2 separate regions of the Anas platyrhynchos genome follow, and region 2 is linked to region 1. A link is a contact called in public Hi-C data. All regions are on one chromosome and are shown on one strand. The core of a region is the stretch at or near the end of the contact, and the rest is flanking DNA. Distances in the headings are between cores, read along the strand shown.

Evidence for each region. Hi-C and Micro-C count contacts between places; a contact is called where the count stands out from the background.
Region 2: a Hi-C map of subcutaneous adipose tissue shows a contact between it and region 1, with 2.2 times the contacts expected there. The contact joins two enhancer-like sites. A contact is called at or near these places in 2 of 8 Hi-C or Micro-C datasets (liver and subcutaneous adipose tissue).

Annotation. Positions count from the first base shown.
Region 1 is chr1:111,311,283-111,317,011 of IASCAAS_PekinDuck_T2T, forward strand. It overlaps SMIM11 (small integral membrane protein 11), which reads left to right. Exons shown (of 5, transcript XM_027449146.3): 4 at 1,403-1,582; 5 at 3,353-3,548. The coding sequence ends at 1,570. Among named protein-coding and RNA genes, the nearest start is that of SMIM11, 7.7 kb to the left of the region's middle. Within about 2 kb of position 3,634, at least 5 of the 8 cell types and tissues checked have an H3K27ac peak or open chromatin away from gene starts, as enhancers often do.
Region 2 is chr1:111,366,839-111,372,567 of IASCAAS_PekinDuck_T2T, forward strand. No RefSeq gene overlaps it. Among named protein-coding and RNA genes, the nearest start is that of KCNE1, 9.1 kb to the left of the region's middle. Within about 2 kb of position 2,968, at least 3 of the 8 cell types and tissues checked have an H3K27ac peak or open chromatin away from gene starts, as enhancers often do.

The DNA of each region.
Region 1 (5,729 bases), core at 2,384-4,883:
CTGCCAGACACACTTGCAGGTTGGGGCATCACACCTTGAACCTGAGAGCAGTGCTCTGCTCTGCTCACCTCTGCTCCTCCTGGCCTTCGTCTTTAGGCTTTTCTCTGGCTGTTCTTTCCTCAGCTCTTTTTGTTACTAGAGGATGGTTTCTCCGCTGTATCTTTTAGTACCTTGGGGCCATAAGCACTCTGCGGGGTACGCATGTGAAGCACGGAAATGTTTGAGCAAGTGCCTCATGCACTACCAATTTTAACATGTTCAATTAGACCATTTGTCATAAAAGCAACGCTAACCACAAGCCTTGGCTCTACCTCTCTGGTGCTGGAGAGCTGCAGTTTAAAGAGATTGCCACTAAAAATGATGTTTTTAGCAAAATTAGAATGGAGTGGCCTGATGTCAAAGGTAGCATGCAGCTTGCGTTCTAAGAGCCTTTCATTTGCAGACTTTAAAGGCACATGCTAATGGAGTGTGGATGCAAGGCTTTTTAAAATTCAGTATTTGACAATGGCCAAACAGCTTTATGAGGTGCTGGAAGGCCTTCTAAGGGTGCAGGGGGGCTACTGGGAGGCTTGCCAAGGGAGGACTTACACTGTGAACCTACTGTGCATCACTAAAAAGCTGGACTGATCCTGCTGGCCAGGTGGCTTTTTGAACCAGTGTGCTGGGAAATTCATGTACCTTCAATATCCTTCTGGAATTGACATCTTTCGCTGAGCGCCTGTGCAGCTCTCGTTGTATTCTGACTTCAGAGTTACCATTTGCATCTTATTTTCCACTCCATATGCACTTACAAAGTGTGCTTTTATAACATAGAAATATGTTGTGCAATTTCTCTGGTTCCAGGCATTAAAAACTCTTGAAGCTGGATAATTGGAGGCTGTGTCCTTTTTACTTCTGTGGTTCAAAGGGATTTATCTATACCTTTTATACTTGGGCAAGTTAATTGCTAAACTCCCATGGATTAAAATTTCTAGGAGGACAGAAGTACATTCAGGAACCTTATCTTGACAGCTGATACGCATGGTTCCATCAGTCATATCAAAATTATTCAGAAGCATTTTATCTTTTATAAGCATCCTAAGATACCTAATTCTTTCCTTTTTTCAGCTCCAGCTTTTGCCAATACTCCATTTCCTGTAACGAAAACAAAAGCAACAAAGACCTGTTCAAAAGAGTTTCATATGCAAACTTGAGTAAAGTGAGCCTGTTTTTGCCCTTCCCCCTGGGCTATATACCTAGTCTAAAATTCCCTACAGAAAAAAAAAAAAGTGTCAACAGAGGAACATTACCATTGCTTTGAATAATGCCATTGCTCTAGGAAGCTATATAGCAACCCTGTAGAATAATTTTTAATTGTACAATTGTTCCAGTAACTGCTTAAATATATTGTTTTGTATTTCAGGCTTTGGAGAATTTCCCACTGCTGATGTACATTTTGGCAGCTAAAACGTTGATTCTTTGCTTAGCGTTTGCTGGCGTAAAAATGTATCAGAGCAAAAAAATTGAAGAAAAATTGAAGAGGGAACGTGAAGAGAAATTGAAAAGAGAAGCAGAGAAGAAGGATGATTGAAGAGTCTCTCAGGTATAGAATTTATTTGACATCCTGGTGTTTGATAATGACATTGCTATATTAATCCCATTATGTTTTGGCTTGGATACATTTGGATTGTGCAGTTAGAACTATTACAGTTATCTGAGTCCTTCTAATACTTGCTTCCTGTGGTGCTTCAGTTTATTTACACATCCAAATCATGCCCCATTTTTGTAAGAAATGCAGTTTCTACCAAACAACTTGTCAGCCATTGTTTGTGGCTTAGGGGATCTTAGCACAATATTCATTTTCTGTTCTAAATCACCTTGAATTTTTTATGCCCAACCAATTGCACAGGAAGTCCTGATAAACAAAGAAATGGTTGAATTGGGGCAAAATTTGCATGAGAGACTATGCCAGACAGAATGATGTGTTAAGACCCCTTGGCCTTAAGTCACGTAGTTAAGATAGAAAAGAGTCAGCCATTCCGTGTGAGTTGAATACATGACAAATTGTTGATGGTTCAGCCTAAAGGGCCAAATCTCATGCCACGAAGCTTCTCAAGGTAACAGAAATGCTGCAGGTTATACAATGTAAGACCCATCATCCATACTTCACTGTGAAAAATGGACATCCTTCTGCATAAAATGCTAAATGGACATAGCTACATTTCTAAAGTTTGGGATTTTCAATCCCCATGTTGGATTCCTTCCCACTATTTTGAAAGTTTAAGCAATCATTGCCTGATTGGATCAAATCCATTAGCAAAATGAGTGTGGTTTAGTTCTGAGATTATGTTCCCAGGCTTGCTTGATATGTGACTTTTGTATCAATTCATTTCACATTTCTCTGTTCTGAAGCAAAATGGGAATTCTATTCCTGCCTGCCCTTTGTAAACTCAGTGGGAGTTTGATATAATGTTACTCTTTACTAAGCTAGAAAACTTAATTTCCCTTTTTGAGGTCATCACCTGACATATGAAGAGAGTTTCAGTTTTTAGAAATGTTTACTAGTTTTGATTTCAAACCTATCACTGTCTTATTTCATGCAACGGGGAGTGGAAATTGTGACTAGAAATGGGGCCTGGAAATAACCATGGGAACAGAGCGGTTCACTCACATAGCAAAAACCAACAAATACAAAGGTGTTTTTCAGTCCCCTGTTTACATCATACTGAGGACTCGTGTCTGGGCACACTTGCCATTTTAAATTCTTTCTTAAAATCAGTTTAGCTAGCCACAGAAAAATGTGAGAACGTTTTACTTTCAGCTTAGGCTGAGTAAGTCGGACAGTGTAAGTTATATGAAGTTTTAGTAATAAACAAATGGGAGATGGGCACAAGGGCACGCTGCCCTGTGAACGAGCAGGCCTGCTGCTTTTCATGAGGAGACCTTTTTGTGCTCTGTGTGCAGCCCTGGGCTGCAGAGAGTTCTGCCTGGCAGAGCCCATAGCCCAAAGGATTGCTGCACCAGGGTAAGGAGCTCATTCCGCAAGGCCTGTGGGTCTGGTGTGTGTCGTTGACCTTGTTGAATGACTGGCATTAAAGCATCCCTGACCAAAATCTTCTTGGTCACCCAGAATGGCCCAGCAGAGGCCCAGTCTTTCCTAAATTCTGCTGTCTCTAGGACAGTCAGTGTGTCGTTCTATAATGGGTCTGTGGGAAGGGGTGAATGCTCCTGCCCTAAAAATGTTCTCCCGTGTCAGCACTGTGGAGCTGTGATTAGCTCCGATTGCAGCGTGCCACGTGGGCAGGCAGATTTAGCCCATGTGCTGCTAGCATATCATGCCTGCTGTTCTCACTGCTGTTTCCCCACCCTGCAGATTTTCTGACACTTGGCAGCTTGCTCGGATTCCTTTCCTGGGAGAACGAAGGCTTTCCGTAGATGAAGGATGTGTCAAAGGAATAAAACCCTCAAGAGTAACATTCACTTAAACTGTATCTCAACTTTTTATACGTACAGCAAAATATCTAAGCCTCTATTTATGCAATAAAAAACTTTGTAAAAAAAAAAAAAAAGTAATGGCCTTGGTTATTGCTTACTCAAATGCTACACTGGAGCTGCAGGGGAGGAAGTTTTTAAAGATTAGCTGAAAGCAGGAGGCTGGTTTTGAAGAGATAACACTGAGTGCATCATGGATGTGTGCAGGGTACACGGAAAGGCAGAAGGAATTGGGGATGTTTCTGTGCAGCTTCTGCAGACCAACTGCTTCCTGCAGGAGTGTAAATCTTGGACTTGCGGGCCTTTTATTAAATCTGGATGAACAAATCCAATACAGCCGATTTTCAGGGCAGGTCTTTTTCAAACCACTTTCCATACCTGGGATTTACCTTAGGATAACGCAAATCACAATGTCAATATGAAAACCTTTGGTGAAGTTTAATGATAGGAGGTGTCTTGTATTATTTCGCTTTGTATAGTGTCTGAAGACTGTGTATGGCTTACTATTTGTTACTTGGCCTAGGAAATAGAGACAGTTTTTTTATTGCCATTACTAGCCATTCCTGCATGTTCAATAACACCAAATCTTGGAGGGTAAGCTAACTTGGTCATGGTAAGTTAATCAACAGAATAGTTTTTTTTTTGCACAGAAATAAAGTTTTAGGCATGTGTAGCAATGGCAACAGATATGTTTGCCTTCACGTTTCCATTATAAAGCACTTTCCAGATCCTTGTATCTTGTGGAAGCGAAGATGATGCTGAAATCTGACAGTGTAGAGTGAAGAGGAGGGGAGAGCAGAGGTGGAGGGCCCTTGGAGAAGCCTTGGGACCCCAGCAGGACATGGGAGGCCTCTGGTACAGCTCGCTCCTGCCCTCTCCCTGTGGCTGCAGGCTGAGGTGCCTGGTGTGGTCACGCAAGGATGCTCTGCTGCAGTGCCCTTTTCACAAGCGTTATCTGACTGCGTGTGCAGCTGGCACGACTGGTGCTCAGGCAGCTCTTGGTGTGCTTGCGTTACTCACCATCAGCTGCAGGGATTTTTAAAATCTCACTGTTCATGCAGTAGCCTTGGTGACCAGGGAATGCAAGCATTGCAGAAACCTGTTCCTGGGATAGATAGAGCAGTATCTTTCCTAGGGCAGTGTCAGGACTGCCTGGCAGGAGAATTTTCAGTACCATTGTAAATCAGCTGTTTTCTTCCACTGTCTCAGCAGTCGTCTATGTATGCAAACATGGGACTGAGTGGTAATTTAATTAAATGGCTCTGCGGTGTTTAGTGAGGACAGACTCTTCTAACCACTTCCATTAAACAGCTTTGAGGGAAATTGTTGAAGGAAACACACCAAGAAGTTTAGCTAAACCACATGCCCAAACCTTAAGAGGAAATTGTCAGGGTTGTGTAGTGTCTTCCAGCCTCAAAAGCAAGCAGCATGTTGGCTCCGTGCAGTCATCGTTTGCCTTTGAATATTGGCCTCACTAGATTTTTTTGGAATCTCAACCAGGAGTAGATTTTTCTAGTCCAATAGTAAGAATGCTGTGTAGTTTGTTTGTATATTTTAACTGAAAGCAGAGCTATTCTCCTCTTCAATACAGCTACCCTATAAGCAGAACCAAAGGCACACAATCTCCCTTTAAAGCAAGTCATTTAGCATCAAAACAATTGAGCTGAAGACTGGTATTAAAATCTGGGGGAACATAGCATGCTAAACACGTGCAGGACTGGAATTAACACAAGGAGCCCCTTTTTTGTTCCTGGATTGAACATGGACAAAAAAGCAGTTATGAGGAGTCTCCTCAGAAGTGCTCCACATCATGACCTCTTTGCATCCACAGCCATATCTGAAAACCTGTTTGTGTGTTTAAGGCTTCAGGTCTGGTTTCAACCTGGATTTTATTCTTTTTTTCCTTCATAGTAGCAATACAGTCTAGGCAACCCCTAGTGCTTGTAATGGGTCTGGTCTCATAGCAGGCTGATATCCTGGAGGTTCAAAAATTAGAAGAGATCTTATCTGTTCCCAAATCTGAACCATTTTTTCTTCTCTAGTATATGTGGACAGAGACTTGACCAATGCTATGAAGGCCAACCAAGGAGAACGTACCTGTGTTTCCTTTCATTGGGTAGGTTACAGCAGGTTTCTTTACCTGTGGACATTGTATGTGCCACAGTGGCAGCCTTGAACAAGAAAATATGCTGACACTGGGGGGAGACAGCAGCTCAGATTTGTTTGTTTCCTGTTCAGAAACCAGCTGGGGATCTCGA
Region 2 (5,729 bases), core at 1,718-4,217, 55 kb after region 1:
ATGCCTTGGCTGAGCAGGGAAGGCATCCACTGCAGCTAAAAGGAACAGCTCTGGCATCCTCTCCCAGACCGTAATTCTTTCCTTTTCCACCACCTCTCGCAGTCCAGCCTGCACCAAGTGGCACAACAGTGGGATTTAGACTGGTTCAAATACAAGTTAGAATAGGGCCCAACTTTTAAACCGGAATCTGAATCTGAAAAGGCCTTTAAAGACCTGGTTAGGAGAGGCCTAACCAGAAGATCCATTCATGACAGGCACCAGACAGGGATTCATGAGGAAGATTCATGAGGCAGAGACCTCCGTGAGCCTGGTGTTTGCAAAGCGTATGCGTCACTGCGAACAACAATTAATCACAGCTGTTAATCCGAGCAGTTCTTCTTCCCTCCTCCACACAGCCCACGCATCTTCCACAGCTCTCAACAACCCTAATACCCGATGAGCAACAAACCCCTACAACAACACAGCAACACCTTGCTTCCTTATTGACGTTCTGGCATAGAAACCAGGCTGTGCATAAAGCGAGTCCCAAAATGTCTCCAGCAACATACCGGTCACATAAGGGAGACAAGGATCAAGCACTGAGCAGTGCTATTTCGGAAACCTTTGGGAACAGAAGGAGGTTCTAGGACACGTGGGTGAGTTAGTTCATTGTGCTCTGTGGAGAAGGATTGGGTATTTACTACCAGCCAGCAAGCCCTCCCCCAAACACAGCGCTATTCATTTCCTGCGTGATTCCACAGGCTGACAACGCATGGAAAGTTCTGGCTAAATGTCTCTCCCACACAGCACAATTTGGCAGAGGGATTAGCAGCGTAATGTGATGCACCTTCTTTTTAATCTCATCTAACGATTTTGACTGCTTAACACTCTCCTTACTCAGCAGCCAGCCATCAGAGCTGCTCCTCAGGAAGCGCGTACCAGGACACCGCGCTACACTCGGGAAGCTTTTTGACCTACCTACAGGAGCTATATTACAGCAGCACTAGCCTGTAATTAAGGTTGTGTCAAAGTTTCCATTCTGTAATGTTACCCTGGAAGGAGAGAGTAGACAGAGCTGAAGGTACCTCGAAAACTCATGGTAACACATCAAATTGCTTGGGGTATTGTATTGTACAGCTGAGACTTCAAACCAAGTACCTTGCTGGGAGTCACCCAAACGAATCCAAGACCTTGCTGTCTGATACAAGTCCCTTCTCCCTTCTTGAAGATTTCAAGCAGCATAAATCACGTTATTTTCATGAGACTGTAGATTTTTCATCTCACTTTTCCTTATGGGATCTGAGGTGGTAAAAGCCCTCGCTCTTTCTACTAGTCCTGCAGCACAGCTTGGTTAGCATTCCCCTGCCCTTTGTGAGCAAGCTGCATCTGAGCACGCTTCCTCAGATGTGGCAACATCCTCTGACCTGGTCCTTTGGATAAGCTCAGCTTTACACTGTAGAACATGCACACGACAACAGAACATACATGTATGTACCAGCTATCGGACTGAATTGTCTTCTTAAAACAAAAATTCCCAGAAAACAACGGAGTCCTTAAAACTAAAAATAGGTGAAGAAATTACCCATGCTTGTACTTTTTAATATACCATGGCTGTGCTTGGCTGAACCTTGAGGGATAGACCCTGATCAGCACCACGACTGGTAAGGTCACTTGATCTGTCCACTTAGTTCACGTTCAGGTGGTGAAGCGAGGTCAGTGGATTGCACGTGTGCCACTGGAGCATGAGGAAGTAGAGGCTTCCTCGCTGCAAACCTCTGAGACAAGGAGGAAGGTCGGAAGCTGGGAGGCACTTGGCGTTGCATGAGGAACCTGGTGCTGTGGAGCATGTTTTGGGAGATGTGCTCTTGTGCCAGGAAGGGCCAGCTGCTGGAATTGGAGCTCTTGCAAGGAGGACCAGCGTGGCAGTCTCCGTACTGCAGGTGGGTACAAAGAACCTGGAGGACTGCTGCCTCCACAGCGAGGAGACATACGTGAGGGCATTGAGGAGTGTAGGGAGACGAAATCTGAGCTGAGCCTGCTCTGATATCCAGGTCAAACTCTGGTTCCCTGTCTCCCTTCCTTCCCATACCCAGACTCCCAGTTCAGCCTCAGGAGTCTCCTTCGCCTCTCGTTTCCCCCATGACTCCATGCAGGCTTGGCACTAGCCAGGGTAGGCCTCTGGCTGCCTCACACTCTGGGCTGAGGTGAGCCTCTCACGACCAAGAAAAACAGCTGCGGTTGCTGCTGGCCATCCTGCCTGGGACACAGGCAGAAGTGAGTGACAGATGCCAGCACATAACCTGAGACACTTGGCCACTCATCGAGGAACCAGACTAGACAAAGGGACACTGCACCAGCCCTGCTCTCTCCTCTCCCCACACAGTGCCTTGCAGTGCCTTGGATCAGGTCACATATGATAAAACCATCTCAAACACTGCAGGGAAACAGCAGCAGACACTACTGACAGCTATTGAAATCAGCTCGCCTGCTCCTAGTATTTCTTTAGGTCCTCCCTCCAACTTTTCCTACCACATTATGCTCCCTCTCTTCCCTCCGTCTCAGTCTGACCACCACCTGTTCCTCCTAAAATCTCAAAATAGGAAATCTCATGGAAAAATAACATGTGGAAGAATGGACTGCAGCACGCAAAAACTCTTCTTGAAAACCTTTTTCATCTCTTTAAATGAACTTCTTTGTATGGCTGAGGAAATACAAGCCTAACTCCAATCTATCTAAGATGCACTTAGATATGCTTCTTAAGACAGCATGGGCAGCTACCTTGTTTCAGAAAGAGCCACCTTATGCAGAATGGAAAAGCAATCACAGGCAAGACTTTTCCCTGCAGCACTTTTTTTCCTTTACAAAAATAGAACTCCTTCCAAGTGTCCTTCGACACAAACAAGGCCATTTGCCTTCAGCCAGAATAGTGCGTGTTACGACATGCAATCGGTTTGACCTTCAGCATCAGAACAAGGAAGATGCTGTAATTCCCTCTCACAAGAGATATGCTGGCATGCATATTCTCATTGCATGCTCTCCTTTCTTTGAATGAGGTACGAAGTACACACAAATCATTTAAAAGGTAAGTTTGAGAAGTAATTATGTAGCTGAACAAAAAATTCCACGCAGCATTTAGTTCACCGTCTGGCAGCTTCTGCAACCCTGAAAAGATCAGAAACAGCATTTTTAGGAACATTTGAACAGGACGTGGGATATCCGAGGATATCGAGAAGACACCAAAACCACTGAAAGATCTGTCACTTTCTAGAGGAATAAACAAGCTGCCTCCACAGATTTTCACTGGTGAAGTGCCAGCTGACTGTTGATCTGTTTGTCCTCACTGAGCAGGGGACAACAACCAAACCAGTGGTAAACACCCTGGCTTTCTACCCAGAGGTACTTCAGCACCTGAACCATTTCAGTCACTTCTTGCTGCTTCAAGCCACGCCAGGCTGGCGTTACCAAACTCCTCATTACAGTATGGGCAAAATCTTAGGAGGGGAAAAACAAGAGGTATAAAGGGTTAGGGTACACATCTGTCTTTTATGCCAAGTCAGGTATTTTTGCAGCTTTCATAAAAATCAATACATTGATCATTAGTTTACTTATAACAACCCAACACCATTCAACTCCAATACTGGGAAAAGCCAAAAAATCCACATTGCTGTTAAAAACACCTAGTGTAACTGCTGCTTTTTGCATTAGTCTGGCTGTAACTCACATTAAGAAATGCTTTTGAATGAGCTAAATTAAATACAACCTGTGAATTAGCAACATTTGATATATATAAACTAGTATTTGAACTTCATCTTTCACAGTGAAAACTGACTGGACACACGTATGTGTTCTTTGTGCCTGTTCAAAGCAAGCAGTATTAAGAAAAGTTGACAAAAATCCTTTGGAGTTTTTTGTTACAATAACTTAAACACAACTAGCAGTAGGTAACACTAGCAATTTTTACTCATTTACATGGCACAAAGCTCAGCCAGGGCAGCCAGCAGGGAGAATGATAAAGCAACCCCTTCAGAACTACATCCCAGGCTGTTTCTATCCTCTAGCATAAAATCACACCCCACTTTTAACACACAGCTTCACTGCTGGTTACAATTCCTTTGAGATGGCTCACTTAAATAGGGGAATTGGATTAACACTAGTTTGAAAAGTCTTAATGCAAAGAAATCTTTAAAGCTAGAAGCTTTAACCATCTCTGCAAGCCTGCAATGCACGCTAGCCTTTTACAACTTGTTTTTCTTGCAGTGTGCATTGCAGTAATTACTTCTGCTCTTTTTCCCCGTAGGGACAAGCTTCTCTCCACAGGAACTGCGACACCACAGCATGAACAGCCAACATACAAAATGCTTCATCACCTGGATTAATCCCATTTTATGGTCCGCATGCTTACTTGCATACAGAGATACACGTGCAGAGATGCACAAAGCTACTCAAGTGCTGGAAGCAACCTTGCCACGATATATAGCATCCTTGGCATGCACACTCGATGCTGTATAATCTCTAAAAAACACAAAGTGCATAAATGATATGAATCCCTTCAAAACCTGTGCTGCACCCCCGCAGCCTTCTAACAAGCTGAACTAATGGCTAGCTAACTTCCAGTAGGTAACCTGCTCTCACCTGATTGCTTAGGATTAGGGTTTCTTAGGAGTCTAATTTAAACACTTTGCCTGTGTGAACTATTTGTCATGAGTGGTATCAATGAAGTCACCAGGGAACCAGGTGTGCCACACTGCAATTTACCACTTTTATCTTTAAAAGTATTTCACTACAAGATTTTTTCTACACCACAGAAACATTTCAAGCAACATCCCAAAGGGATCAGAGATAAGGAGCAGTGTACTTTCACAGCCCAGTAATGAAGTTACTTCTTTTCCACATCTGCTGCCATGGTGGGGGCCTTTTCTGGAGGTTGAGTTTTTAGTTTAATTTTATCCAGTAGTACGCAATGGCATTGCTTGATGTTTAGCTCCACCTATTGGGCACCTCCACGTACCTCTTTCAATTCATCTAAACTAAACTACAACTTGATTACGCTTTAAGGCTCTAATCAGGCTCTAATCATACAAGTTTCTCCCTACTCCACCCTCCCCCAAATGCATATGCAAAATTCTGTTGAGAACTACATGCAAGTTAGGATCCAAGTTCTTACTGAAATCACACAGCATGCAAAAAAGTGAACGGAAAAGAAAGGAATAGAGGAAAGGGGAGAAAAAAGCAACCCAAAAAAACGCATCTTGGAAATTAAACTAAAACAGATTCAGAACCTCTTTTTAGAGAATATACAAGATAAATTCCTTATTTTCCAAGAGATCCCTAGTGAATGCCCCATTTAAAAACAACTCTGCTATCCTAAATATTGAATTTCAATAATTTTTCAAACAACAACAACAAAAATTGTTTGAAAATAATTCTGATAGCTTACTATTTCACTGAATTTTCCTGTCGAGATGGACGCTGTAAGGAAACAACATGAAGGTGATTTCACCAAATCAATTTAAGCTTTTTAGGATTTGAAGGATGCATTTTATAGCTTTAGAAGAACTACTAAATAATAAGTTTAAAATATCTTAAGAATCAGGGGACACAAGCTTATAGTGTAAGGGAGAGAGGAAAGCAGCAAAAGGATTTTAGCAGAGGCCATGGGATAAACTTTGAACCACTTCAATGCACAGAGACAGAGAACTCAAAGAGGAGCTCCAGAACAGGCGTGGATCTAGCGGCATCCCTTGACACCT